Linked DNA regions of Mus musculus: all the other regions are linked to region 1. Evidence: chromatin contacts called from public Hi-C, HiCAR-type, capture Hi-C and promoter capture Hi-C data. All regions are on one chromosome and are shown on one strand. The core of a region is the stretch at or near the end of the contact, and the rest is flanking DNA. Distances in the headings are between cores, read along the strand shown. Region 1 holds the start of Rap2a (RAS related protein 2a). Region 2 holds the start of Uggt2 (UDP-glucose glycoprotein glucosyltransferase 2). Region 3 holds the start of Ubac2 (ubiquitin associated domain containing 2). Region 4 overlaps Uggt2 (UDP-glucose glycoprotein glucosyltransferase 2). Region 5 holds the start of Hs6st3 (heparan sulfate 6-O-sulfotransferase 3).

Region 1 (5,427 bases), core at 1,012-3,511:
CTTTAGTTCACTACCTTATATGAGTAGCTTAGACTGAGAGCAGAGCCTCTTCAGTTTTGACTCCCGTGAAACATTCCTGATGCTTCCCCCTACAGTTTCTTCACTGCCTGTTCTCTAAGTTTCAAGTTCTCAAACTTCCATAGTATATAACTGAGAAGTCACGACTGACCTGAGCTATATTGGCAGCCTTCCGTATCCATGCATCCAAACAGCAGCGATTCAAAATTATTGGGGGATGGTGTACTGTACTTAGCATGTAGATTTGTTATGAGTCACTCCCCCAAGGACTGTATAACCATTAGCCTAACGTTTGCAAAATATTAGGCATTACAAGGAATCTAGAAAGAACTGAAATGTGCAAGAGAGCATGTAAGCTAAGTCCAAATATGCCACTTCATACACGGGATTTGAGCATTTGCAGGATTTTGGTTCGGGGGTGTCCTGGAACCAAGCATCCATGGATATGATGCAAGGAGAGATGGTAGTTGACATTTTTTAACTTGACAAGGCACTTGCTCTAAACTGTTTTCAATAAAAACTTGCAGTTATGTTGTAGCTAGGTAATTCAAGCATATAAATTCTTAAATGTTCAGAAACAATAGGCATTTGGGGGACTCCTATATCAGAATACATTTTTGTACTTTGACAAGTGACAGAAAAGATGGCAAAAGAATGTCCCTCTGTTAGAAGAACCCAGACCGAAATCCACTCTACAATGACCTCTGTAAGAAATCAGAATGGTGGAGAGGTACACCAAGCTCTGACAGAACTGAAAAAATACAGCCTTCTGAAAAGTGTGAGGTAGTTATGGTTAGAGTTGTCATTTCAAGGACATGGTTTAATGAAGATAAATGCAACGAACAGTTATTGCAGAGGGTGTAAATTTTCATGTATTTGCGATTGTGGCTGGGAGCGTATGACGAAGATTCGGGGGCCAAAGATACGCTGGTTTACAACGGGGTAGAAAATACACATTTGAGGAGGCATGATCGGAGGACCACAGCAACTGCTGCCAGATGGATGTCTCCTGAGGGACCGGAAAATTTCTCACCCTGAAGACAAAAGTCCCAGTTTTCTCGATTCAGCCCACGATCCAGCCCGCATCCTCTGCCACCACTTCCATGCCCATCTCCAGGCAGAATGCCACGGAGGCGACGTTAGAACAGAACTCATCCCTCTTGTCTGCCAACGCAACCCGCTCCGGTGCCAGAACACCAGGGGGTCGGGCGCTCGAACCCTGCCCCTCCCAGTTCCCCAGCAGCCCTGCACTGTCTCCACAGTGCAGGTTTGATTGGCTCCGCCCAGCCCTCTGTCACTCCTCAGTTGGCCTACGATTGGGTACCAGGCCGTGCGCAAGCGCAAACTCTCAGCCCCTCCAGGCCCCGGAGGGGAGTTGGCTCAGTCTATCACTGGGTCTTACACCAATTGGTTAGCAAGATGAGACGCCTTTTCATTGGTCAAGAGTGGTAGTCTAGAGTCCGGACTCACAATCTGATTGGCTACAGTGAATCCGAGCTTCCGCGCAGACACCCCCGCAGGCTGTTGCTGAGATGTTCTGGGGTCTCCCGACAGTGGGGGGCGGATCCGAGCTCCAGGTTTTCCAGGCGCCCAAGGCTGTCTACCAGCCCGGGGGGAGGAGCTCGGCTTACGTCAAACTCGACAAGGGCGGGGCTAGAGGGCGGGCCGGTGACGTCATCGGGCGCGGACCGGGTTTGCGTGTAGCCTGGGCGCCACGGACTAGCCGAGCTTCGATTTGCTTGTGTAACTCATGGCGGCGGCCCTTAAGGCTCACGTCGTTACGTATAACGGGATCAAGCCAAAGCTCTCCGAAGGCTGACAGGCTGAGTCATGTATGTCAGCCATAGGCCGGCCCGTCCTGAGGTCCCCAAGCACGGTGCGCACGGCTTCCTAAGCCCACGGTCCCTCCACCGTCACCTCCCGCAAACCCCCGAGCGTGGGCGTCTGACGTTGCCTGCCTTCGGGCGGAGGAGAGCGCGCAGACGCAGTACGGAGGCCGGTCAGGCTGGGTGTTGCCGGGTGTCGCGGAAGCCGGTCTTCTCTGGAGCGCGCGGACGGTCGCTAGGCGACGGCGCGAGGGGCGGGCTTTCTTATAGACCCCTCCCACCCGGCTGGCTCCGCCCCGGGCAGCGCTGCGGCTGGGCTCGGGCGCGCGCTCCAGCGCTGGGGAAGCGGCGGCGGCGGCGGCAGCAGCGGCGGCGGGAGCTGGGCGTGGAGGCGCGAGGGGCGGGGCGGGCGGCATTGCGGGCCCGCGGTTCGGGCGGCTCCGGCTCGAGGTCGAGCTCTGTTGCTGCTCTCGCCCTCGGGGCTGCATCGTCCTCCCGCTTGGCCCGCTCACAGGGCCGCGCACGACTCGTTCAGCTGCAGCCCCGCTGCCGGCGCCCGGGGCGCTGCCGCGGCCGTGAGCCGACGAGTCCGTAAGGGCGGCGGGGCCGCGGGGTCGGGGCGCGGCGCGCGGGCGCAGGTCTATGTCGCGGGCGGCGGCGGCGGCGGCGGCCGCGCAGGGACGATGCGCGAGTACAAAGTGGTGGTGCTGGGCTCGGGCGGGGTAGGCAAATCCGCCCTGACCGTGCAGTTCGTGACCGGCACCTTCATTGAGAAATACGACCCCACCATCGAGGACTTCTACCGCAAGGAGATCGAGGTGGACTCCTCGCCTTCGGTGCTGGAGATCCTGGACACCGCGGGCACCGAGCAGTTCGCGTCCATGCGGGACCTGTACATCAAGAACGGCCAGGGCTTCATCCTGGTCTACAGCTTGGTCAACCAGCAGAGCTTCCAAGACATCAAGCCCATGCGGGACCAGATCATCCGCGTGAAGCGGTGAGCAGAGCGGGGCACACGGGGCTCGGTGGCTGCGGCGATCCCGGTCCTTGGCTTGCCCGGGCTACACCACCTCCTCCAGGGGCTCAGATTTGTGGGCTTTGTTTCACAAGTGAAATTGGGCATCCTGTTAACCCTCAGCCCAGCCCTTTGTCTCTAGGACGTTGGTAGCGCTTCTTCGGGACCCTAGAAAGAACAAAGTTTCAAACTTGCAAGGAAAGAAGGGATGAGTAGGTGGGCGCTAGGGAAAGGGGAGCTGTCTTAGTGTAGGCACGCCTGTGAAGAGTGAGCGCGCGCTTAAATGCACCCGTAAGAGGTTTGACAGCCGAAATTTGTACATACATATCTTGTGACAGTGTCAATACTAAGTTAGGGGGGACCTTTCTCGTTGCGGAAAAGATTAAATGTTGCCAGGAGGTTGGCAGAAATGGATTAGTGCAAAACTTTAAAGACACATTGGCAAATAATTTGAAGACCACACAACATTCAGTTGGCTTGGCATATAGAAGCACACTTGTGACATTTACGCGGAGAGCGTGCAGATTCAGTTCTCTTTCTCTCTTAAAAGCTAGCCTCCTCATCCCCCCCCCGCACCCCCCCCCCGAAAAAAAAAAGAACAGGGAAGGAGGCTATTCTTGGAAAACAAACAGAAGTTTAGTCTGAGTTCTGGCTTGTGTATCAGCTAATTTAAAGTTAATGCAAAAAAAAAAAAAAAAAGAAGAAGAAGAAGAAGAAGAAGAAGAAGCAAACAAGCTTTTTCCTGATATAAAGTGTTCAAAGGATGTATTTTTGCATGTGGCTGGTGACCTGAATGCTTTTAGTGTTTGTTCTCTCTTAAGTTGATGCTATGCATTTTCCCCTTAACCTTTTAAATACTGAAAGTCTAACATGTTACTACAGAGTTCTGGCATCATTTTCTAGTTCTTCTTTACTGATAACGCTCCTCTCTGGTCCTTATTAACTAATACTACTGACAGTCTTCCAGGATTATTTTACCTGTAGCTACATTTGAAGTCACCATTGAAGGTTTAGGTAGAAACAATCACACTTATCCATCATTTGGGGTTTATACACTTCAGAGCTCAGAGCAAGTTATTTGTATTCAGGGAGTACTTAAAAATTCCTTCCAAGTGGTGTTTTTTTTTTTTTTTTTTTTTTTTTTTAGTGGTGGGTTTTTAACCCTGTACAGAGGTCAAAGGAAATGCCCTCTCCTCAGTGCCTGCTCCAGCCAGACTAGAAATTTCTGTATTCCCGCATTAAATTCCAAATCACAAAGCAGTGGCTATGATTATGATCTTTTCCCAAAGTTGGTGACACTGGTAGCCTTAACTTCTCTAGTGTTATTTTTTAGAAATGTGTTTCCTTGTGTGGTACACACGTGTGGGTGTGTTAATACGTTTGTCTCGAAGTTGTTTACAGATCATGATGTAAGTGCTGCAGTTGTCCCACCTTCACACCCAGTGCATGCCCACACGTCTGTGCTAAGATCCCCAATGGCATGGGCCACATCATGTCGGAGTTTCTGTTGGCTTCGTGTAGCTCACGTTTCTCAGTTATAATGATGGGCCAGTTTATTTACTAGAGCAGTCCGTTGGCATCTCAACCCAGGACAACAGACTGAGATTGGGATTCTATTCACCCAGGGTCACTAGTTGCAGCTCTTGATGTAAGAAGAGCAGTGATGAGCTGAGTTGAGTTGAGCAACTTCCTGTGGGGTAAATGTTGTGTCATTAGAGCCTCTCTGGACCCACTTTCTTTTTTTCTTCTTTTCTTTTCTTTTCTTTTTTTTCTTTTTTTTTTTTTTTTTTTTTTTTTTTTGAGACAGGTTCTCTATGTTGGCCTGGCTGTCCTGGAACTCACCATTCATACCAGGCTGACCTCAAATCCATAGAGATTCTCCTGCCTCTGCCATGGGGCACTGAGATTAAAAGGTCCGTGTCCAGCTTGGGCCCCTACTTCTATGTCCTGGTTTTTGTACCTCACCCTAAGTTCATCATTTGCCTTCCAGGTCCGGGTGAGCTGTAGGTTATTCCCATTGTACAGCAGTGTATAAGGCAATACTCAAACCTGCTGTGGGGGCACGCAACTCCTCTCAAGAGAAAGCATGGGTTTACATTAGTGCATTTTCTACTCTTTGGGGGACCAGTTCCTTAACTACTCAGTTGCTATAGGAAGTATTCAGTAATTCCATCTTCTGCCCATTGTGTGCCAGCTGTCTGCTTTACATATGACATACAAGAGCTTTGGGGCGGTTAGTTACAGTGCCATAGTGCAGTTGGCATAACTGAAAGGCTATGGCTTGATAACTCACCAATTACTGATAAAGAGAATTTTTAAGATGTCTGAGTCCATATAGCCTCTTCTACACAGGTGTGTCTTTCAGCTGCTAATACATTTCTTCAACCAGCTAACTATAAAGTATTATCACTTTAATATGCCACACAGTATTAAACTTATTCAGCTCCTGTACTTTCCTATGCTGTATCTTCCAAGTCTGTTAGGACTAAACATGCAAGTGTTTGGTTGCCATATGTACCGTAGTAGAGTTCATAGCTTTTAGATGTTTGTGGTTTAGGGAAATACTTG
Region 2 (5,451 bases), core at 1,198-3,697, 1.4 Mb before region 1:
AGAAAACAACAGCTAGTTCTACCACACTCACAGAGTCCTCACCAGAATTACCATTATTTTAGTAGCCTCCTCAAGGTGATATAGACCTTTTCTACAGTTCTCAAAATTCTTGTAGCCCAAACTCACAGCTACTTCACAGTTTTGGGTTCTTGTTGCATTGAGATCCTATTTTCGATATCAAAATCTACACGAATTTCCCAGTGCTGTTGTAACAAGTTGCCAAAACTATGGTGGCTTCAAAAACAAAGACATTCTCTTATGACTCTAGATGTCACAGGTCCAAAATCAGTGAATGGATGGTACTTTAGTACTTTTTAAGACTCTAGAAGAGACTGTTCTTGCCTCTGCTCGTTTTATTGGCTTCAGATGCTGTGACTTGAGGCTACTTAACTCCAATCTCTGACTCTAACCTTGCATGACCTTCTTAAGTATTTTTATGTGTCATGACCCTGGACTTGGGGCCCACTAAGTTAATTAAAAATGCCCCAATATTCTCAATTAGGTTTGCAAAAAACTTGACCATTGACAGATTTGGGCGTTAGGATGTGGACATATCTTTGTGGGAGTTGCCATTCAACCTACCACAAAGTAAAGAGGGTGTCAAATTTGGCTCAGACTAGGTTGTCAAAAGCTTTAAGGAACATTCTACAGAAGTGATAATCTGGAATTCATGAAACTAAAACACCAACAATACAGCTAACTGTTAAAACAAACAAACAAAACAAAACAAACAAACAAACAAACAAACCCTGCAGGAGATGGGGAAGAAGAAGTGTAGGAGTCATGGGGGTGAGGCCACCACCACAGCCCACAGAATCAACTAAGCAGGATCATAAGGGCTCACAGAGACTGGAGCAGCAACCACCAAACCCTTGTGGGTCTGCACTAGACTTTTTGCATATATGTTATGGTTGTATAGTCTGGTGTTCTTGCGGGACTCCTAACACTGGGAGAGGAAGTCCCTGACTCTTCTGCCTGCTCTTAGACCCTTTCCTCTTACTGTGTTGCCTCACTCAGCCTTTTGTGGCTAGTGTTACTGTAACTGGCTATGCCATGTTCAGTTGATATCCTGAGAAGCCTGCTATTTTCTGAAGGAAATAGGGTTCTAGGGGAGATGGGAGGTTGGGGAGGGAGGGGAAACTGCAGTCTGGATATATAGTTTAGGAGAGAATAAATACATAATAAAAAAATTGACTGACTGGGACTAAATGTAGGATCCGGTCCATGCACTGCCAGGACGCACTGTAGATAAGAGGAAGCAGATACATTTGAGCTAGAATCTCCTAGTCAATAAACGCTGTGTGCCATCAAGTAAAGGCAAGGCAATATAGTGGTGGATTTTTCCTTTGTTTTGTAGAACCATGGGATGTTGTCTTGTAAATTCATAAAAAACAGTTACAAAACTGCTTATGCTCAATATTAAAGAACTAAATTTGAGACAAAGTTTCCCTTTTGTAACTTCAGACTAGCCACAGACTCATGTAATCCCCAGGGATTACAAAGGTGTATCACCATGAGAAGCAGAGTTGCCATTTCTGCTTGCGGGATTACGATTGTCTGCTTTCTACAAGGTAACTAAACAGAACGGAAAACAAATCCCTTTGGATGAGATATTTGGGGGGGAGGGTGTAACCGAGAAACTGCCTTCTCCACTGTTAATTTTGGATATAAATCAAAATTATACTCCAAAGCACTATCTGCTGACTAGAACTTTGCAGAAGAGCTTGCACTAAAGGCCACATTCTGCCCTCTACATCAACAAGAGCGCAGGAACAGGAATAAACTTGGGACACAGAAGTTTTAAAAATCGTAGGTGCGTGGGAAAGGTGGGGCGAGTGAGTGGCAAGAGTTGTCCAGGGACCATCTAGAGCATTGGTGCTATGGGTGTGGGGGGGCGCGGGGTGGGTGGACGACGAGATGAAACCCTATCTGAGAGCCTCTGATTAGGTCTGAGGGGATGGAGTGTGCGGCTCGGGACGCTAAGGGGGCGCGGGCTCGCTCCAGAGGACTGCAAATCTAAGCGGATGCTGGGGTCAGGCGGGAGAACGCCTCGGATTGCCGTCAGGACTGGGCGGACACTGGATCTGAGGGGACATGGGACTGTGAGCGACCCTGAATCGCGAGGTCTGACAGCATCTTGCGGGAGGGGATGTCTCAGGGATGCCGGGTCCCTCCGCCCGCCGCCACTCCCCGGCCGCGGCGCTAGCCGGGCCTGGGCACCCACCTGGCCTCCAGCAGCAGCGGGGTCTCGGGCCACTTCGCAGTCAAGTGGGCGGTCACCGCCTTGGACGCAGTCGCCGTGCTGGCGCCGAGCAGGGCGAGCCACAGCGCGACGGAGCGCAGGAGCAGCCTCATCCCCTTCGTGGCTCTGGCCCGCACCAAGGCACGCCGAGGGAAGCGCGAGACGCCACGCTACGGTCTGGTCCTCCCGGTGCTCCGCCGTCCACTTCCGGTGGGGGGAGCTGCAGTCCGTTAGTCCGCCGGTCGTGGGCGTGCGCATGCGTGGCCAGCGAGGTCCAGGGGCGCAGTGGGGGGAGCCCCCGGGTGGACATCGGCCCCTTGCCTACGCAGGGCCGCCGCGAGGATTTTCGGAGGGTCCGCCGCCGGGTCTGGGGAACCCAGCCTTCCATGCCAATCTACCGCTAGCTGGAGCTGCCCCAGCCCCGCTGGTCAGGGACCCTGGGTGAGGGCCAGCTTTCCGGTTAGCATCACCTGGGGGGAGCAGGAGCGAGAGTAGGCCTCAAAAATGACGTAAAAAGGCGCAGGCGACTCCTGTGTGCACTGTTGGGAGAGCTGTGATTTATCTATCTATCAGTGGGCTTTCCCTGCTCTCTGGCTGGTTCTGAGGGCTGGACCTCGCTCCCCGCCACTGCCACCCCCACCCCCCAGGATTCAGTGGTCTCCTGCTGCTATCAGAAGTGGCATCTCAGGCCTGCCACTTGCTTTTGGAGTTGGGTGCAGAAGTGTCCTGACTCTCAGCCCCTTGGAAGGCCCAGGTGATTCCTGTGCCCCACAAGACTGAGAGGCGCTGCTTCAAGAGATTACAGCTGAATAGAAAAAGAAAAGTCGGAAAATGATAGCAGTGAAATGTAAGAGAAAAGTGGGGAAAAAGTAGTTCAGGAGGAGCACAGAGCCCTTGCTTCCCATTTGTGTACACCTCTGCTCTGTGGGTACACCCCATCTCTTCCAGCTGCCAACACACACACACACACACACACACACACACACACACACACACACGAGACAGATGAAGAGAGGCAGAGAAAGAGAGAAAGCACTCCATTTACCCTCACGTGTTTAGTTTTCTTTAGAAGATGCTGTTCAAAAATCTGCTCAGGTGAATCTCGACGCCAAAGTGGCACCTTCACTACTGACTTCTCTCCCAGTGACTCTTTTGTCAGCTGTCGTGTCGCTGGATTTTCACTTTAGGACCTGAACGCAGAACTTACTTACTTCCTACTGTAGATGGCACTTTTCTCTGAGGACTCATGCCTCACTCATTTCTGGAACAATTTATGCCGAGGATCAGTAAGTATCGAAAAGGCCTGGGTAGGTCCTGGGTAGGTAGACGGGAAGTTTACCTAAGGGCGCCGAACTTGCTTTCCCGTCATGGAGCCTGAGGAAAAGTATATTGTGAATCCTTAACATGTTTTGTTTTCGTTTTTTCATTTTTGGTTGAGATGTGGGATAGAAGGAAATCAGATGTTGACAGAGCCAGCCTTAAATGGCAGCATGTCTCATACAATGCCAATCTTTACTCAAAAAAAAAAAAAAAAAAAAAAAAAGACTTGCTGTATAAGTCACATGCAATATATTATTAAAGGACATAATAAACTCAAGTTAGAAATAAGTTAATAAGATAATAACTAAAGTTACATACTAAGAATCCTAATTCCTGTTGAATTCAGAGAAGTGGACATGCTACACCATTGGTTTGGAGAGAATGAAATTCACTTAATAGTGACCATTCATTCACACAATTACACACTTTATCTCTTACGGTATTTTCCTAGAACGGAAATGACTTTAGAACATTTTCTCACAGAGACCATCTCTCCAGGGCTGTTTCTTTGCCTGAAGATAAGAGGACACAAGTGGGTGACCTTCACATTTTTTTCTCTATGGAATTGCCTGGTGTAGACAGAAAAACCCAACTGCAAAAACCTAACAAAGCACACGTAAGTCAGCAAAATGGCCAGGGACTCTGAAATCAGTAAATTATAAAATTTGATCAATAAGTTCTAAGAATCAATAACCCCTGGGTTGGCCACGAACTCAACAGATTTTAGAGCTGTAACCATTTGTTAGCATTTCCTATTTCCCTTTTTTTATTTTTTTTTATTTTTTTGGAAAACGAAATCCAAGGTTAGTCACTGCCGAGTACAATGAATGTAAAATTCATGATAGCAGTTTTCATTATATGCGGAAGAAGTGATTAATGAGTTCTTTATAATAAGAAACGTGTTTCATGGAATAAATCATCTGGAATTCTTAAGGTGCAGAGCGGGCGACATTCATTCAGTGAGTATAATGATGCTGTGTGAGAATAACTTTAGATAATAAGAATCTTAATTTTCTGAGCTGAAATGAAGTCTTAAAGTTTAAGTGAAGTTTATAACCTCCTTTTGTTTTTAGATACCCTTTGTCGTAAAATAGACTCTATTGTCATGTTTTAACTGGGACATTTTAAATATGCAAGAGCATCCTGCCCTTTAGTCTCATTGGGAAGTATTCATAACTTAAGGAATTTGTAACATCTCCTTCCTAGGCAAGATTGTGTCAAAATTATAAGCAAATGAATAATGGTTAAGAGTGTCTAAGGATCAGCAAATCCAATTTTATAACTTTCCATGTTTTATTTAAAATAAGTTACTAATGTCCAACTCCATTCTATTTGTTTGTTTTTGAAGTCCCAGGATTGAAACAGAGCTTTGGGTATACTAAGCTGGCATTTTATAACTGAGCTACCCAACCTCTAAGGACATGTCTCAATGCATGTGTGTATGCTTGCATGTGCAGTTCATCATGGGGGCCTTCAAACAGCAGGTAGTGACTGTGAACTGTAAGTTTTAGATTAATTATTTTGACAATGTGAGAACTGGAAACTTGACATTTAACAATTATCTTCTATGCTCTCACACATAGCTAGTGAGGTCAAAGTACTTACTATTGGTGGCAAAATACATGAAATATAAAGCTGGTCATTTTAACCATATAGATTTGTTGCAGGATATCTGATCAGACTGTGAACTGTGATTGTGTTATTTACTAAAAAGAAAAACTGTTTCAGGTTGTGGTATGGCTTAGCCTTAGCATACACCTTTAATCCCTCTGGCTGGAGTACAGACACACCCTCAGTACACACATTAAAAGAAAACAATGAAGGTAAAGTTAGTTTGTAGAAGGAAGCAGACATATTTGAAAGTGATGTCTAATTGAGTGGCAGACACA
Region 3 (4,864 bases), core at 1,499-3,998, 1.4 Mb after region 1:
GGTGCATGGCCTTTGATAGGTATTTCTAAAGGGCTAATGAAGATTTTAGCTAAATCCACTTTTAGTAATTATATTAACTAAGTCTTTTGAATTCCAAGTAAATTTCCCATAGATTAAAACATATCCTGAAAACATAAGCTAACTTGCTAAGTCCTTTGTGAGTGGATTATCTAGCCTGCTATTATGAATATATTTTTAGATCTAGATTGCATTACTTTTTAAGCCTTAAGATTAACAATGTACACAGCTGGAAAGATGGTTCAGCCTTGGAGAGCACTGCCTGTTCTTTCTTTCTTTCTTTTTTTTTTTTTTAAGATTTATTTATTTATTATATGTAAGTACACTGTAGCTGTCTTCAGACACACCAGAAGAGGGCATCAGATCCCATTACAGATGGTTGTGAGCCACCATGTGGTTGCTGGGATTTGAACTCAGGACCTTTGGAAGAGCAGTCGGGTGCTCTTACCCACTGAGCCATCTCACCAGCCCCCTGCCTGTTCTTTCTTATGTCCCAGGTTTGGTCCTAGCATCTACATGGTTGCTCACAACCACCAGTAACTCGTTTCAGAGGATCTGGTGTCCTCTGCTGGTCTCCTTTGACACTAGGCACACACATGGTGCACCTACATACATACAAGCAGACCCTCATACATGTTAAATAAAAATGAGCCTTTTAAAAAAACATTAGGAATACTGTTCTAAGCCACTGTCTTCCAAACTAGCCTTTATCTACTACAGATAGGAACTGTGAAGAAATCTCTGAGAATGATTAAACGCTGAAAATGTTAAAATTCTTCAATATTAACCCTGCGTGCAACTTAATCCCTTCGCTTAACACTTCTGACATAGGTAAAATATATATCTAAGTTGTCCCATATTTTGGTATCACTACTTTTTTATTATAAAAACAAAATTATGTACACTTGTTACAGAGTAAATATTTTAAAACAACAGAATGGGAAATGCTTTATTTCAGGTGCAGAACAAGACGATCAAGCCTCTTTTCACAAAATAATCTTTAATTCAAGGAGCTAATGGGTTCTCAGTAAGATTTTTGGTGACTTGGGTTGTCAGTGACTTGCACACTGGCTGTTGCTACTTCTTGGTGTTTATAAATCCAGGTGACCAGAACTGCTGCACTGATGTTCACGATACTGGAAGAGGAAAAAAAAAAGTGTTTCCTGTGGAATAATTTTCAAGAGTTTCAAGTTTTGACCACTTCATTTTTGGTATATTTCCACTCAAGTGTTTTCATTTCCTATGAGCCCTGAATTTGTGACGATTGAGTTTTCATGTTGATATCAGTCAGTATGTGCAACTGCTACAAAACTTCTGACTACTGTTCATCTCACAGCTTTCTATCTTTTCAGATTTCAGATCTTCCAAACATACTAATGTTCAACGGAATGAGGAATTTACTTCATTTCTTCCTCTCTAACCCTGATTAGATAATAACCTTTTATAGTTTATATTAGTTTACCATAAGTGGTTACTATCTATAATATATAGGACTTAAGTAGACAGGATTAAATTTCAAAACAGTAATTTAAGAGACATAATGTGACTTTGAAGCTTTCCTTAAATCTACACTATCCCCCTCGTTTCTATGTATTTAACCACTATAGGGCCATTTCTTAGATGAATCAGGCAAAAATGTCCAAATTCAACCATTCAGTTTTGACACCGGGTACTTTCCTAGGCAAACCATTTTAAGGAAGAATGCTTTTAATGCCTGGCTCAATACCCTGTGGGGATTCCCTGCGCACTTCTCTCTTTTTAGTTTGTTGTGATGTTTTGGATGAAGTATATGAAGAAAAGCTCACCCAGAGTAGGTCTGGAATTAGAAAAGCAAGCACTTAGATTAAATGGCATTTTTCCCTCCATAAAATGTCAAAGTTTAAATGGTGGCTTCTAGATTACTTGCAACTGGGGATCTGCCTTAACACGCACTTGGTCGTCCTGCAGTTCCAGTTGGTTTATCAGGCGCTGGTTAATTGGAAAACCTTACTACTCATGGATGAAAAAGAACGGGAAAGGAAAAATACACGTTTTAGCATTACTACAAAAATCGGCCGGGTCTTCTGAACACCCTTCAGTGCTCCCAGGGACCCCATAGTTTGAGAACCAGTCTTAAGTGGGCTACAGATTTTGTGGGAATCAGCTTCTGCGAAGATCATAAGGAAATAATTTTCCTGCGAAATAACTCAACTGGATGAACATACAGTCCCCCCCCCCCCCCCCAAGCCCTGGCTGTCCTGGAACTCACTCTCTAAGACCTGGCTGGCCTCGAACTCAACCTCCCAAGTGCTGGGATTAAAGGCGTGCGCCACCACTGCCCGGAACAGAAAGCTAAGTGTATTTTTAAAACTTTTTCTTCTACTAGCCGTCTTGTCCACCCTCACCCCAGCAACCCCAGGTGCTTGGTGGGTCACCGGAAGCAGACTGTTCACTGAGCGCCAAGGCCCACACGGAAGTACTGAGCATGCGTGGGACTCGCGGCCGTCTCGCCCAGTGAAAGGTCAGAGGTCTCGAGAAAGGCCTGGTGTTCTGTGGCGGAAGAACCGGCTCGCTCACGGCGCTTCACGCCGTAAGGTTCTGTACTGGGAATTCTGGCATGCGCCAAACCCGCCCCGAACTACCGGAAGCAGCTACCATCCGGCTCGCCCGCACCTACGCACTTCCTCTCTGGGAAGGAAGGGGCGGGCTCTGGCCGAGTGTGCACGCCCCACGGGCTGCGCATGCGCCTTCTTCCTGGCGGCTCCGGAGCGCCTCGCCGGGCCGACTTCGCTCGCTGGTTGACAGTGCGCCTGCGCGGTCGCTGGGGGCTCTCCACCTCTGCCTCCCCTCCCCCTGACGCCCCGCGGGGGCTCCGGGCCCGGCGGGACCATGTTCACCAGCACCGGCTCCAGTGGGCTTTGTGAGTACCGGTTCCCTCATCCTTGGGCCGCCCTTCGCTCCATTCCGAGCTCTTCCCGGACCCGGCTCGGGGCAGCGGGGGACTCGGGGTTGCAGGAGGCTGGGGGCCCCTTGCCTCCCGCGCCCGAGCCTTGTCAGTTCTTGCTCTTAGGGGGCAGCGGGCGCCGCACCCACCATAGCCCCGAGGGCCGAGGGGGTGCCACGTCCATTCCGCTCCCGGCGTCTCCCACAAGGTGCGCAGCAGCTCCTGCCCTGCTGCAGGTGGGCTGGGCAGTTAGGGTCCAGCCGGGTGCCCCGCTCATCTCGTGGCCCGGGCCCACGCACGCACTTGGCGACTCGAGTGCGGGGCTGGAAGATGTTCCCGTGGGGGCGACGCTGGAACCCTGCTCGGTTCCCTCTCCCCCTTCATTCATACAGGCTTCTTTGGGACCCACCTGATTCCTGGAACGTGTGAATTTCATCCTCCGCTCCAGAATCTGCCCCCTCAATATTAACTTCCACGTACATCTTACCCGTTGTCCTTGAAGAGTTTTTGCGAGCTGAAAAAGTGAGCGCTTTTCAGTGAAGTTAGGAAGTCACTTGGCAAGAGAATGCAAGCTTTGCTTCTGGATGCCGCTGCACTCTCCAGGAGTGTCTGCGGTGGTCAGCAGGTAGAGGGCGGAGAAGTTTATTCAACCTCCAGGCACCCCCCCCCCCCACGACATTATGTTGAGTTGACTTTAGAGAGTGGACTCTTAACTAAACAGTGTTGAGATTAGGCATTGATACACTAACAGCAAACTGTTTGAACAAGCCGCAGTTCGCAGTTTCTTTCTCTGTCGGTATTTCCCATCTCTGCGTGTGAAGTTAATGTTGCTAGAGCACAGAAGTGCCTGGCATCTCCAGATGGTACATTCTGTTGTGAACGTCATGAGCCTTTCAAAGAACACTCCTGTTACATAGTCTGAGAGCTGACTGTCAGAGCCAGCGACATAATTTAAAGTCGTCCTCACCTCTCACCGTAATCTCAGGCTTTGAAGTAGGTTTAATGTTGTTTATGATCTCCATATTTAGTACCTAATTTAAGTTATGGAAACGTTGACGTATTGGCCCCAGAATCCATCAGAACTACTAGTGAGTTGGTCTTCAAACTACTGTTTGGATGAATAAGGTAGTGTGGCTTTCCTAGGGTTACACTATGTGGGTGGATCTGTCAACAGCAGATTTCTTCGATTTTAGTTGTTCTCAGCATCTTGAGGCACCCTTTTGTACCAAACATGTAAAAGTTAAAAAGTGACAGTCTGGGGACATGGCTCAGTGGTTATGAAGCTTGTCCTGCAGGCATGAATATCTGAGTTCTAATTCTCAATACCCATGTAAAAGCTAAGGCATGCAGTGTGTGTCTATAACTCACCAGTGAGAGGTGGAGGCAGGAGATTCCCCAGGGCTTTGCTGGCCAGCCAGTTTACTGTGTCAAAAAAAGTGGAGTGATTCAGAAAGACATCCCAATATCAGCATGCACACAGGTATACACGTGCACACACACGTGCGCACACATATGCACACGGGAGAAATCTGATCGAGGGCAGCACAGTATGGATTAGGTTGTAGTCGCATTTGTAGCACAGCTTTAAGAAAGGTAATCATTTGTTATAGCTGGCATGGGTGCGTGTTGAACAGGTGTGTTCTCAGGGCCAACTGTAGCCTAGGGAAAGCTGAGGTTATAGGTCCCTCTTGAGCTCCCTCGAGCCGGTGTTCAGAGCGGAGGAGTTACTGGGATGGCTTAGGTCATGCTTTAGGTGTGCATTTGACAAGCATCCAGGACCTGTGAACTGTTTGGTTTTGGAAACACGGTGTTAGGCAAGTCTTAGGTTCAATGTTTCTGATTTTGACAATAGAGCTTAGTGGTGGTTCTCCCTAGATCAGTCATTTGGCCGTTCCTGAATGTAATGACTTTTTCTTTTTCTTT
Region 4 (5,261 bases), core at 2,606-5,105, 1.5 Mb before region 1:
ATGTTACTGTGTTTTAATTTTTCAGTTTTTTAAAAAAATATTTATTTATTTAATGTATATATATGGGTGTTTGCAAGTTATGCCTGTGTGCCATGTGGTGCAATGCCCATAGATGCCAGAAGGGGGTACTGGATCCCCAGGAACTGGAGTTGTTGACTGTGGGTCTTAGGCAAGAGGAGCAAAGTCCTTCTAACCCCTGAGCCTCTCTCCTGCCCAGTTTTACTTTTCAATTGTCTCAAGCTTGCCAAAAGAATACTAGTGAAAATGTTGAGGGAAGGTAAGAGAATTTTATTTTAAAATCTTAGTTTTTGAATTTTTTTCTTCCCCTAAACTGTGTGTTTGTGCTTGTCCCATATCCTCTAAAGAAATAGAAGCAGTCATTAATAGTCTCCCAACCAAAAAAAAAAAAAAAAAAGCCCAGGACCAGATGGGTTTAGTGCAGAGGTCTACCAGACCTTCAAAGAAGATCTAATTCCTGTTCTTCACAAACTATTCCACAAAATAGAAGCAGAAGGTACTCTACCCAACTCATTCTGTGAATCCACAATTACTCTGATACCTAAACCACACAAAGACCCAACAAAGATAGAGAACTTCAGACCAATTTCCCTTATGAATATCGATGCAAAAATACTCAATAAAATTTTTGCAAATCAAATCCAAGAACACATCAAAACAATCATCCATCCTGACCAAGCAGGTTTCATTTCAGGGATGCAGGGATTGTTCAATATATGGAAATCCATCAATGTAATCCACTATATAAACAAACTCCGGGGGGTGGGGGGAACCACATGATCATTTCATTACATGCTGAGAAAACATTTGATAAAATCCAACACCCATTCATGATAAAAGTCTTGGAAAGATCAGGAATTCAAGGCCCATACCTAAACATAATAAAAGCAATCGACAGCAAACCAGTAGCCAACATCAAACTAAACGGAGAGAAACTTGAAGCAATTCCACTAAAATCAGGGACTAGACAAGGCTGCCCACTTTCTCCTTACCTATTCAATATAGTACTTGAAGTCCTAGCCAGAGCAATTAGACAACAAAAGGAGAACAAAGGGATACAAATTGGAAAGAAAATATCACTATTTGCAGATTATATGATAGTATATATAAGTGACCCTAAAAATTCTACCAGAGAACTCCTAAACCTGATAAACAGCTTCGGTGAAGTAGCTGGATATAAAATTAACTCAAACAAGTCAATGGCCTTTCTCTACACAAAGAATAAACAGGCTGAGAAAGAAATTAGGGAAACGACACCCTTCACAATAGACACAAATAATATAAAATACCTTGTTGTGACTCTAACTAAAGAAGTGAGAGATCTGTATAAGAACTTCAAGTCTCTGAAAAAAGAAATCGAAGATCTCAGAAGATGGAAAGATCTCCCATGCTCATGGATTGGCAGGATTAATATAGTCAAAATGGCTATCCTGCCAAAAGTAATCTATAGATTCAATGCAATCCCCATCAAAATTCCAACTCAATTCTTCACTGAGTTAGAAAGGGCAATTTGCAAATTCATCTGAAATAACAAAAAACCTAGGATAGCAAAAACTCTTCTCAAGAATAAAAGAAGTTCTGGAGGAATCACCATCCACTGGACTGTGCACCGGGTCCCCAGTGGAGGAGCCAGGGAAAGGACCCAAGGAGCTGATGGGGTTTGCAGCCCCATAGGAGGAACAACAACATGAACTAACCAGTACCCCCAGAGCTCCTGGGGACTAAATCACCAACCAAAGAGTACACATGGAAAGACCCATGGTTCTAGCTGCATATGTAATAGAAGATAGCCTTGTCAGTCATCAGTGGGAGGCAAGGTCCTTGGTCCTGTGAAGACTCTATGCCCCAGTGTAGGGAAATGCCTGGGCCAGGAAGCAGGAGTGGGTGGGTTAGTGATCAGGGTAAGGGGGAGAGATAGGGGGGTTTTGGAGGGGAAACCAGAAAAGGGAATAACATTTGAAATGTAAATAAAGAAAATATCTAATAAAATTATTAATATTTTTAAAAGTATAATAAGGCCAGAGAAATGAAATAAAGTTGTTAGTTGAATGAATAGTTTGGCTTGGGGAGTTTTGCCCTATCCATCCATCCATCCATCCATCCATCCATCCAAATGTGTATGTCTGTTTATATGCATGTGTGCAGGTACATATGCACGTATGTAAGCATGCATGAATATTTTCGGAGTTGATTGTGACAAAGAGTTGGGCCCGGCCAGAGTGTGGGTATATGAATGTTTGAATGTATATGCGTCTGTGTACATTTGCCTGTATACAGCATCTTAATTCTTTTTTTTTTTTAAAGATTTATTTATTTTATTAATGTAAGTACACTGTAGCTGTCTTCAGACACTCCAGAAGAGGGAGTCAGATCTTGTTACAGATGGTTGTGAGCCACCATGTGGTTGCTGGGATTTGAACTCCTGACCTTCGGAAGAGCAGTCGGGTGCTCTTACCCACTGAGCCATCTCACCAGCCCCAGCATCTTAATTCTTTTCCTTTCCTTCCTCTGTGGTTCACAAAGAGTTAACCAGCTTAGCCAGAGAGGCTTCTGGCTGCTGACTCACCAGAGTAAGGAGCCCAGCAATAAATTTTTGCATTTAGTCCCCTGCTGTTCTACAATGAGGTGATAAATAGTCTCTGGCCTCAGAGCTCAGACGGCAGTGGCTTAGACTTCACCCAGGCAAGGGCCCTGCTCTCTTCTCTGCCGTCTTTTCCTCCCGGTTGGCTTTTGTTTCCAGGTGGCCTCATTCGTGCTTCTGCACTGAGCTCCTCATCCTCCTGCCTCACTCTCTGCAGTGCTGGACTTAGAAAAAAAGCTGCCCCCATCTCCACTCCATGCTTATCAGCAAATTCTAATATAAAACCTGAAAATACACCTTTGTCCTTGATATGTCGTTTATATCCTGTGAATTCACTTTATATACACGAACACTTAAGTATTCCTGCATTAGAAATTCTGTACACTTGTCAAATATTTTCATGATTACTGATGACAAATATCCTGAAATGAGCTAATAATTCTATACATACAGATTTGGAAATGAAGGTGGCTTTTCATTATCTCCAGCTAAATTTAGAGCCTTTCCTAAGTAAGTCATGGACAGATGGAAACTTGATGGTTTCACTGTTGATGGTGGACGCAGGAGAGAAGGGCCACACTCACCACTCACCGCTAACCTTCCCAGCAAGTCAGCAGCTAGAGGAAAACCCGTGCATACCCGCGCAGGTGCGCGGAACCCGTGCATACCCACGCAGGTGCATGGAACCTGTGCATACCCGCGCAGGTGCGCGGAACCCGTGCGTGCCCGCGCAGGTGCGCGGAACCCGTGCGTGCCCGCGCAGGTGCGCGGAACCCGTGCGTGCCCGCGCAGGTGCGCGGAACCCGTGCGTGCCCGCGCAGGTGCGCGGAACCCGTGCGTACCCGCGCAGGTGCATGGAACTGTTTTTATAACGAATAATGTACACATGTCTTAGTTTTACTTGCCAAATTATACAATAATAATAATGGCTGTTTCAGATAGGAACTGCCATGTTGTACGCAGACGGTACTTCTTGTCACACTTTCCCGTCTGCGCACGCTCTGCTAGTGTGTTTTTAAACTCCAGGTTCTTAGTGGATATAAAAAATGTCGTGTCGTGTATGTCTAAAAACTAACAGTGACAATCAATGAGCAATGCAAATCCTCATGTTCATGTTCAGTTAGATGCAAAGCAAGCTTTAGTAAAAAGTAATCGCTCTTGTTACCTGGTCAGCATCAACAAATATGACTTTGTCCACAGCCAGTGGGAAAAGGACATCAAGGAAAAGGATTTTGTAACCCCAAATGATTCGCTGCTTGTCAGTCTGTTGATGAAGCCAGTGGGGCCACTTATACTGCACAAGCTCATACTGGAATCCATATTCCTTAGCCATGTGAGGAATTACCTCCTAGACACATATAACAAATCAAACAATACATTTTAGAAGAAGCTTACTATAAATCATTATAAAGAAACTGAAAACTGCTTAAATACTATTCTAATAAACTTGTTCCCAAGCTGAAAGGGAGTGTGTGAAGGAGGAAGGGGAGGGAGCGGCAGCAGACGTGTCTGTTGGAGGAAGTACGTCACTGGAGGCGGGCTTTGAGAGTGTTGAAAGACTGCTTCAAGCTTGTGGCTCAGCCTCCTGCTCCAGCTCACGCCCACTGCTTGCTGCCTTGCTTCCCCAAACAGACTCCTCAGGAACTGAGACAGACAGGTAGTTAGGCCAATGACCTTCTGGCTGGAGGGAGGGCCTGGCTACTGTGAACAGAGCAAAGCTACAGGCTTACACCTGCGCACTCACCAGTGTTTATGTTATGCACGAAAGCACCGTACGAAGAAGAAACAGAGAGAAAAAGCAAACCAGAAAGGAAAACCCCGTTTTGAAGAGGCATTACTTTTGCCATGAAGTGCTGCAAGGTTTTTATCCAGAGAATGGTTTTTCTAATTAGTGATAGCATCTGCTAGGACGGATCCTGTATTGTGTCATCTCAGTCCATGTGTTTTCCACTCCCATGCCCTATTTGGCAAATACACATTTAAAAACCTCACATTGAAAAGGGAAATGTTTTCAGAGATTACAATGGTAACAAAGAAATTAGTATCAAGCTTTAGCCACATTGTAAAATAGCCATGTGCTTACTTTAAATGTTGGCGAGAGGTAATTCTTCAGAAACCAGAACTTCACGGGAGTTTCGGTGTTCCGCAGAACAGAAAGCATCATAATCCTAAGTCAAAGGACATGGAGACAAATACAGGGTAACTTATATTCAGAGGCCTTTAAATGATGACTTATGAATACACATTGTGAAATATGTAGAGGTAAACTAAAACACCTTCAGACATTATGGCTGTGACAATAGGCAGTGCATAAGGATGTAAGGGTGCAAATATCACAGAGCCACTGTGTGATCAATACAAGGCTTTCAGAAGAGAAGGGACTGGTGCATTCTGGGACTCTGCCATGTGGTTGCTTTACCCAGGCCTTTCAGTGAAGGAGAGAGGCGCGCCCCTGAAAGTGCTCTCTAAAGCACCAGGATCAGAACTGAAATATCTCTGAGGCATTCTTTGTGGTCCTTTATATAAACTCTTAAAAATATTCTTTAAATTCTGAATACCATCTTCTTCTTCTCCACTGACTTCGTTCTTTTTCCAAATATGATATTCCTTCATGGGAAAGGAAAATTTACAATATATATTTTTTCTCATTATCTTGTTAAAT
Region 5 (5,674 bases), core at 651-3,150, 1.3 Mb before region 1:
AAGAGTGCAAAAAGCTTTAGAGAAGTGGAGTCGTCGTATCTAGCACCCTACTTAGGAACCTGGACTTCTACAGTATAGACAGCCCTCAGTCCTGCAGTTGCACATAAAGTTGAGAACAGGGTGGAAGCAGAGGGGGAATGTTTTGTTGGGAAGAACTCCACCTGTCTAGAACAATAAAAATAACCTCTGATGAGCAAGCTTTGGTGTTCGAGAAGGAGATCTGGATTTGAAGTGATGGTTGTATGTGGGGACTTGACAGAAGAGGCCAACACTGTTCTCAGAAAGGAACAAGTCCCGCATAGTGCCCCCAAGGAGACAGTAGGCTGGTGCGACTGGTGTGGGAGACCACAACTGGGGTCTGTGTGGCTCTGGTAACTATTGGGGCCACCTTTAGTCTGGGTCAGGGACTCACACTGCATTGCCCCAAATGTCAACACAGGGCTACTCTTATCTTGGAAATCAGCCCTAGCTGGTCTAGACATCGTGGGTCAAATACTCCAGACTGATGTGAATTGAACGGTGTATCAATGCATTATCTGAAAAACCATAAAGTGTATTTAAGCAAAGAAGTTTGGATCCTGGGGCAAATTCAAAATGTACACACTCGAAAGAAGTTTTTTAATGAAAACCTCGGTGGACAACGAAGGAGGTCTTCACTGTGGAACACAGGTGAGGGCAGCTGATGTTGCTTCTTACTGGGGTGGGAAAAGGGCGAGTCTTGAACATCGAAGAGCCCACTTTGTGTTAATGGAATGGATTTTAGGACTTATATCCTGCAGGGCTGCGTCTTGGAGCCATGGAAAGGGAGTTCGCATCAAACACAAATCTCTTTATAAAGCAGGCTTTTTAATGGTTGCTGGTTGAATAAAGTTGTAGTGTTGGACCTACTAAGTTCATAGTTGAGGAAGCTTGGAACAAACTGGAGCATCAGTTTGAGCGTGTTGGGAGGCAGTAAATGAAGTCTGGAACCTATGTACCCTGCTGAGGAAGGACAAGCAACCGCCTGTTTAGTCTGCGTGAGACTTTCTGCCATAGGGGTGTTTTATTCCTGCAAACAAGACCAACCAGGTTTCTGTCCACTCTCACACTGAGAAAGCTGCCAATGTTGCAATTTAGAGGAATCAGATCATCGCTAGCAACGCCCTCCATGGGGCCTGTTCTCGCTCCGCGGTAGCCTTTCTGCCAGATCTCCCTAGGCTCCAGGCTGAAGGGATTCCCACCCCCAGCAGCCTCCCGCGAGCCCCGCGGAGCCGTGGACTCCTCCCCTGGAAACTCCTCCGGGGCTGAGGAAGGCTTTGGCGCATGCTCCGTACCTAGGGCAGGTTTTTTTGCTGCGGGTAGCAGGGCTCCTGTCACACCGGCTGGCGGGTTGTGGCGGTGCCAGCCCGCGTGAGCGAGTGTGTGCGCGTTGCCTGCGCCTGGGCGGGCGGACCCGGAGCAGTAGTGCGATTTGCCCGGGAGGCGGCTCCGCAGAGGCGTCTTGCTCGCCGCCGCCGAGGGGCGGCTTTGCAAACTTGCGGCGGGCTCTCGGCGCCCAGGGACCCGTGGGCAAAGGTGCCGGGCGCGGTGCACGCGGAGGGCTGGGGCTGCGGGACCGGGCCGAGCCTTCGCCCTTGGCCCGCGCCCTGGTGAGCCTCATGCAGCTCCTGTGCTCGCCACCGCAGCTGCCCCGGGAAGGTCCGGGACACGAACCCCGCACCGCAGCGCCTGAGCGTCTACCGACCGGCGGCGGGATGCTCCGTGTCGCCTGAGAGCGCCGCGTCCAGGTACAAGAGGAGCCGGCTGGAGCCCGGCGCCCCAGGGATCGAGAGGAGCCCCACGCCACAGCCGCCGGCGCCGGCGCCCGTCTTCTCGGCTCCGCTCGTAGGCCCCGGCTCTGCCAACCCCGGAGTGCGGCGGGGCAGCCAGACAGCCGTTCTCTTCGGCGGCAGGGGCATGGAGGAGCGGCGGGCTCCGAGCCGCGCCCCGGAGTCCCCGAAACTTCCGAGCAGGCGCCCGATCGCGCCGCTGGCGCCGCAGCCACCTCACCTGCCGGCCTGAGAACGGGACCATGGATGAAAGGTTCAACAAGTGGCTGCTGACGCCGGTGCTCACTCTCCTCTTCGTGGTCATCATGTACCAGTACGTGTCCCCTTCCTGCACCAGCTCATGCACCAACTTCGGGGAGCAGCTCCGCTCCGGGGAGGCCCGCCCGCCCGCTGTCCCGAGTCCTGCCCGACGGGCACAAGCACCCCTTGATGAGTGGGAGCGGCGGCCCCAGCTGCCACCGCCACCCCGGGGACCGCCCGAGGGGTCTCGTGGGGTCGCGGCTCCCGAGGATGAGGATGAGGATCCCGGGGACCCGGAGGAGGAGGAGGAGGAAGAAGAGGAGGAGCCGGACCCCGAGGCGCCCGAAAACGGCTCCCTGCCCCGGTTCGTGCCTCGATTCAACTTCACCCTCAAGGACCTGACCCGCTTCGTGGACTTCAACATCAAAGGGCGGGATGTGATCGTGTTCCTGCACATCCAGAAGACCGGGGGCACCACGTTCGGCCGGCACCTGGTGAAGAACATTCGTCTGGAGCAGCCATGCAGCTGCAAAGCTGGCCAGAAAAAGTGCACCTGCCACCGGCCGGGCAAGAAGGAGACCTGGCTCTTCTCCCGCTTCTCCACCGGCTGGAGCTGCGGGCTGCATGCCGACTGGACCGAGCTCACCAACTGCGTGCCGGCCATCATGGAGAAGAAGGATTGTCCCCGCAACCACAGCCACACCAGGTACTGTCCCGCGTCTGTTGGTTTCCTGAACCCCACTCCCTTCCCCCAAGTCCTGACCCCGCCAGTCCCGCGTCGCGCTCCCTTAGCTGTTTGGCAGTGGCTTTCCAAAGGGTGGGCAGCGAATTTGGGTGAAGGGTGAGAAACCGCTGGATACCCACCGGGGGGGGGGGGTGTCTTGAGTTGGTTTCTTTCCCATGCTTCACTGTTTCTTGCCACCCCCTGTCACCTTCAGCCATGTCCACGGCCATCCTGATGTGCATTCTGCACAGTGCCTAGCATTGTGTGATGAGGTATTTGGAGCAGACACTAAAGAACAGCTATGGAATAACCAGGGTGTCGAGGGAGAGAGGTCGAGTCTTGAACTTAAATTATGTGGTGGAAATCCAAAGAATAGGGGATCCGGGAGTGCAGACATAGTTTTTCAGGAATGGTGAGGCTGGAGCATAATGTCCTTCTAAGTGGCTCTTGGATGGCTGCTTGCCAGCTTAGAGAACAATCCTCTTGATGCCGCTTTGAAGATCTACACGTGCAAAATCGTGCTCCACTGTGATAACCCTAATTCTGGAGATGGTCCTTGTTGCTGGGCAATGCCAGGATTTGGACTCATGCTGTTCTTCGTAAGACTGCCTGCCTCTTTCCCCCTTAAGCCATTCCAACAGTTTATTTAAACATTATTTGTTAAATGCCTACTGTGTGCCTGGGTATGTGTTGAGTGGATACAAAGATCTAATGAGCGAGAGGAAAGCTAGCCGGTTAAAACAGTACTGCTGTTGAGGATTGAGAAAGTTTGAAGTCTCTGCTGCCAATGCAGCTGCTTACATTATTGTCCTTTCAGAGAATCATGGGCTTAAGAACATGGTTGGTCGCTCATTCTGCCCATTGCCATCTGGAGATTAATCTGACATGCTCAAGGGAATAAAATATTAAAAGATCAGAACACTAGTTTTATTGAAGTTTTTATCTCAAAGGTTTCAAACAATTTGGTGTAAGGGAATAGGAATTGAAACAGTCAGCTCAATATGTTGATGTCAGATAGCTTTCTGCATTGGACATCAGTGAAAAGCTTCATTTACTGCCCAGATTCTGCCCAGGTTCTGAATTTTGTCACGATTGCGGCATCTAATTCTACTTCATTTCCCTGAGAACGAGCAGACTTTCATTATAGGAATCTTTTTGCCTTTTACTCTGGCAGGTTTTTAAATGCTTTATCTCCCAGCTACTACCGTCTGTGTTTGATAGAAATTGGTGAGAATAAGAAGCTGATAGTCTTTCTCCCTTAGTGTGCTTGAAGGGGTTTACACCTGTAAATATTTTAATAGTACACTGAGTACACTGTTTTAAAACCCACCATTGTGTTTTAGCTTAAAACTTCTAAGTTAAGTATTGCATTCAACCTCCCCACGGCATTGCACGTGACTTCGGTGAGATTGTCTCTGCTCTACATCACTCCATGGAGTGGCCTTTGATTTAGATGTTAGACATTCCTGGTTGATCCCAAAGAGTTTGGGAGCCTGTTTCATTTTGTCCATTGTAGTAAATAAAACTGGAATCTTTCATTAGCACATCAAAACCCCTGGTGACCTTCAATGAGTGTCAGTATTAAAAAAAAACAAAACAAAAACAAATAGAGCAACGTCTTAGTGAGTAAATGAAGATTTACACGTATTAAGGAGGATGGGAATTGTGTAGTAGTTGGGTTTTGGATGGGTGGGGAGGGTCCTGCTGTTGAGGCCTGGTGTAGGCCACAAGCTTTGAGTCTTCTTCTCTAGGAGCTGTGCACTCTCTTTGCACTCTCTGACACAGGAAAATCTCACCTTGACTATTTAAACATGTGGTTTCTATCTAAAGCAACTATTGTTCTCAGTTTACCCATGGCTCATCAACGTCCATTTCGTTTTGCTCCACAAGTCACGAGGTCATCATCACTCATGGGCTTGCTTTGCTTTGCTTTCCATTTTGTGGTGTTTTGTGTCACGTTGTGTAACCTTCTTTCTTCCCAACTTGTCTTTTTTTCCCCAGCGAGTCTCAATTACTTTCCTTCCACATACTGTAGGAAGGAATAGCTGTGATATATGTGAAGTGCCCTGCTTCAAAAGCTATAGGGAAAGAATTGAAGAGACATTAATAGTAGCATCTCGCTAGCAGAGAAGATTGAATTAGTTGTCTGTCATTGTAATGTCTGTGTACAGCATTCTACAGTCAACAAGATTAGCCTGGATAATGCAGGGTACATTTCCACAATGCAAAATGGCAGATAATCTATTGCTACATAATGGGAACAAGGTTCTACTTCAAATAGGGCTGACTCTAAGCAAAATTGCGGAGGAACGCCTGTTGGTTTTATTTCCCTGGGCGCTCTGCTTCTGGTCCCCTCTTGGCAGCTCCTCCCCCTGTCTCTTAAGGATCAATGCCCTTGTGGATGGGTAAATGTAAGACTCTGGAGTTGGAAGAAAGTGGATCTCGAGTGTTCTCCGTACTAGGAGTAAGTTACACTCTTCCTGAGTCTGAGTTGCACATTCTCTCCTACTTTGTAACAGAAGTAACACTTAGAATGTCCCATATAGCTGTTATGACAACTAAATAACTAATCTATAGTATGCATAACATAGTATGTATTTATAGCACAATATGCTGGTATATAGTACTTAATTTTTAATACCTGTGTATATGGTAATTGGGTAGTGACAGCAGAGGGAGGGGTGCTTGGACTAGAGCCAGAAAGGGAGAGCAGACTCCGAGGGAACATGGGGAACTAAAGGACACATCATATGGATTTCATAGGCCCAGGAAGGGGCAAGATCCTGGGGTGGCTCAAAGGTGAATGTGACACAGACAATGGTTGGGACTGGATAGGAAACCAATGGGAAGATGGCTTCTCTTTCTTTAAAATCATTTTACTAAGGATTTCTTCTTTTGCATG

The links. Promoter capture Hi-C pulls out the DNA fragments that hold promoters and counts their contacts. Hi-C and Micro-C count contacts between places; a contact is called where the count stands out from the background. HiCAR-type assays count read pairs that join an accessible place to other places. Capture Hi-C pulls out chosen DNA fragments and counts their contacts.
Region 2: a promoter capture Hi-C map of neural stem cells shows a contact between it and region 1. The contact joins the promoter of Uggt2 here to the promoter of Rap2a in region 1. A contact is called at or near these places in 5 of 39 promoter capture datasets (cranial neural crest, embryonic stem cells, hippocampal neurons and 2 more) and 4 of 115 datasets of contacts at active chromatin or transcription factors (astrocytes, embryonic forebrain, embryonic stem cells and 1 more).
Region 3: a Hi-C map of muscle stem cells shows a contact between it and region 1, with 7 times the contacts expected there. The contact joins the promoter of Ubac2 here to the promoter of Rap2a in region 1. A contact is called at or near these places in 2 of 39 promoter capture datasets (liver and pre-B cells), 2 of 484 Hi-C or Micro-C datasets (embryonic stem cells and muscle stem cells), 1 of 115 datasets of contacts at active chromatin or transcription factors (Th17 cells) and 2 of 9 other capture datasets (adipose tissue and liver).
Region 4: a contact with region 1 is called in a HiCAR-type map of astrocytes, with 7 times the contacts expected there. The contact joins the enhancer-like site here to the promoter of Rap2a in region 1. A contact is called at or near these places in 11 of 39 promoter capture datasets (the 3T3-L1 cell line, the C10 cell line, cranial neural crest and 6 more), 6 of 484 Hi-C or Micro-C datasets (CD4 T cells, CD8 T cells, embryonic stem cells and 2 more), 13 of 115 datasets of contacts at active chromatin or transcription factors (astrocytes, embryonic forebrain, embryonic hindbrain and 7 more) and 3 of 9 other capture datasets (adipose tissue, embryonic stem cells and liver).
Region 5: a contact with region 1 is called in a capture Hi-C map of embryonic stem cells, with 7 times the contacts expected there. The contact joins the promoter of Hs6st3 here to the promoter of Rap2a in region 1. A contact is called at or near these places in 7 of 39 promoter capture datasets (cranial neural crest, embryonic stem cells, frontonasal cranial neural crest and 4 more), 1 of 484 Hi-C or Micro-C datasets (embryonic stem cells), 10 of 115 datasets of contacts at active chromatin or transcription factors (astrocytes, embryonic stem cells, epiblast stem cells and 3 more) and 1 of 9 other capture datasets (embryonic stem cells).

What each region holds. Positions count from the first base shown.
Region 1 is chr14:120,476,200-120,481,626 of GRCm38.p6, forward strand. Rap2a (RAS related protein 2a) reads left to right here and starts at 2,262. Exons shown (of 2, transcript NM_029519.3): 1 at 2,262-2,841. The coding sequence starts at 2,528.
Region 2 is chr14:119,096,987-119,102,437 of GRCm38.p6, forward strand. Uggt2 (UDP-glucose glycoprotein glucosyltransferase 2) reads right to left here and starts at 2,448. Exons shown (of 39, transcript NM_001081252.2): 1 at 2,225-2,448. The coding sequence starts at 2,355. Gm16835 (predicted gene, 16835) reads left to right here and starts at 1,979. Exons shown (of 7, transcript NR_153786.1): 1 at 1,979-3,089; 2 at 3,302-3,528; 3 at 4,046-4,178.
Region 3 is chr14:121,875,858-121,880,721 of GRCm38.p6, forward strand. Ubac2 (ubiquitin associated domain containing 2) reads left to right here and starts at 2,749. Exons shown (of 9, transcript NM_026861.2): 1 at 2,749-2,917. The coding sequence starts at 2,887. 1810041H14Rik (RIKEN cDNA 1810041H14 gene) reads right to left here and starts at 3,551. Exons shown (of 2, transcript NR_130999.1): 1 at 3,351-3,551; 2 at 1,002-1,154.
Region 4 is chr14:119,003,381-119,008,641 of GRCm38.p6, forward strand. Uggt2 (UDP-glucose glycoprotein glucosyltransferase 2) reads right to left here. Exons shown (of 39, transcript NM_001081252.2): 33 at 4,683-4,767; 34 at 3,765-3,947. Among named protein-coding and RNA genes, the nearest start is that of Dnajc3, 68 kb to the left of the region's middle. Within about 2 kb of position 3,856, at least 375 of the 459 cell types and tissues checked have an H3K27ac peak or open chromatin away from gene starts, as enhancers often do. A contact at or near this core is called in CD8 T cells, adipose tissue, astrocytes and 12 more, where this site is marked.
Region 5 is chr14:119,136,365-119,142,038 of GRCm38.p6, forward strand. Hs6st3 (heparan sulfate 6-O-sulfotransferase 3) reads left to right here and starts at 1,901. Exons shown (of 2, transcript NM_015820.3): 1 at 1,901-2,754. The coding sequence starts at 2,051.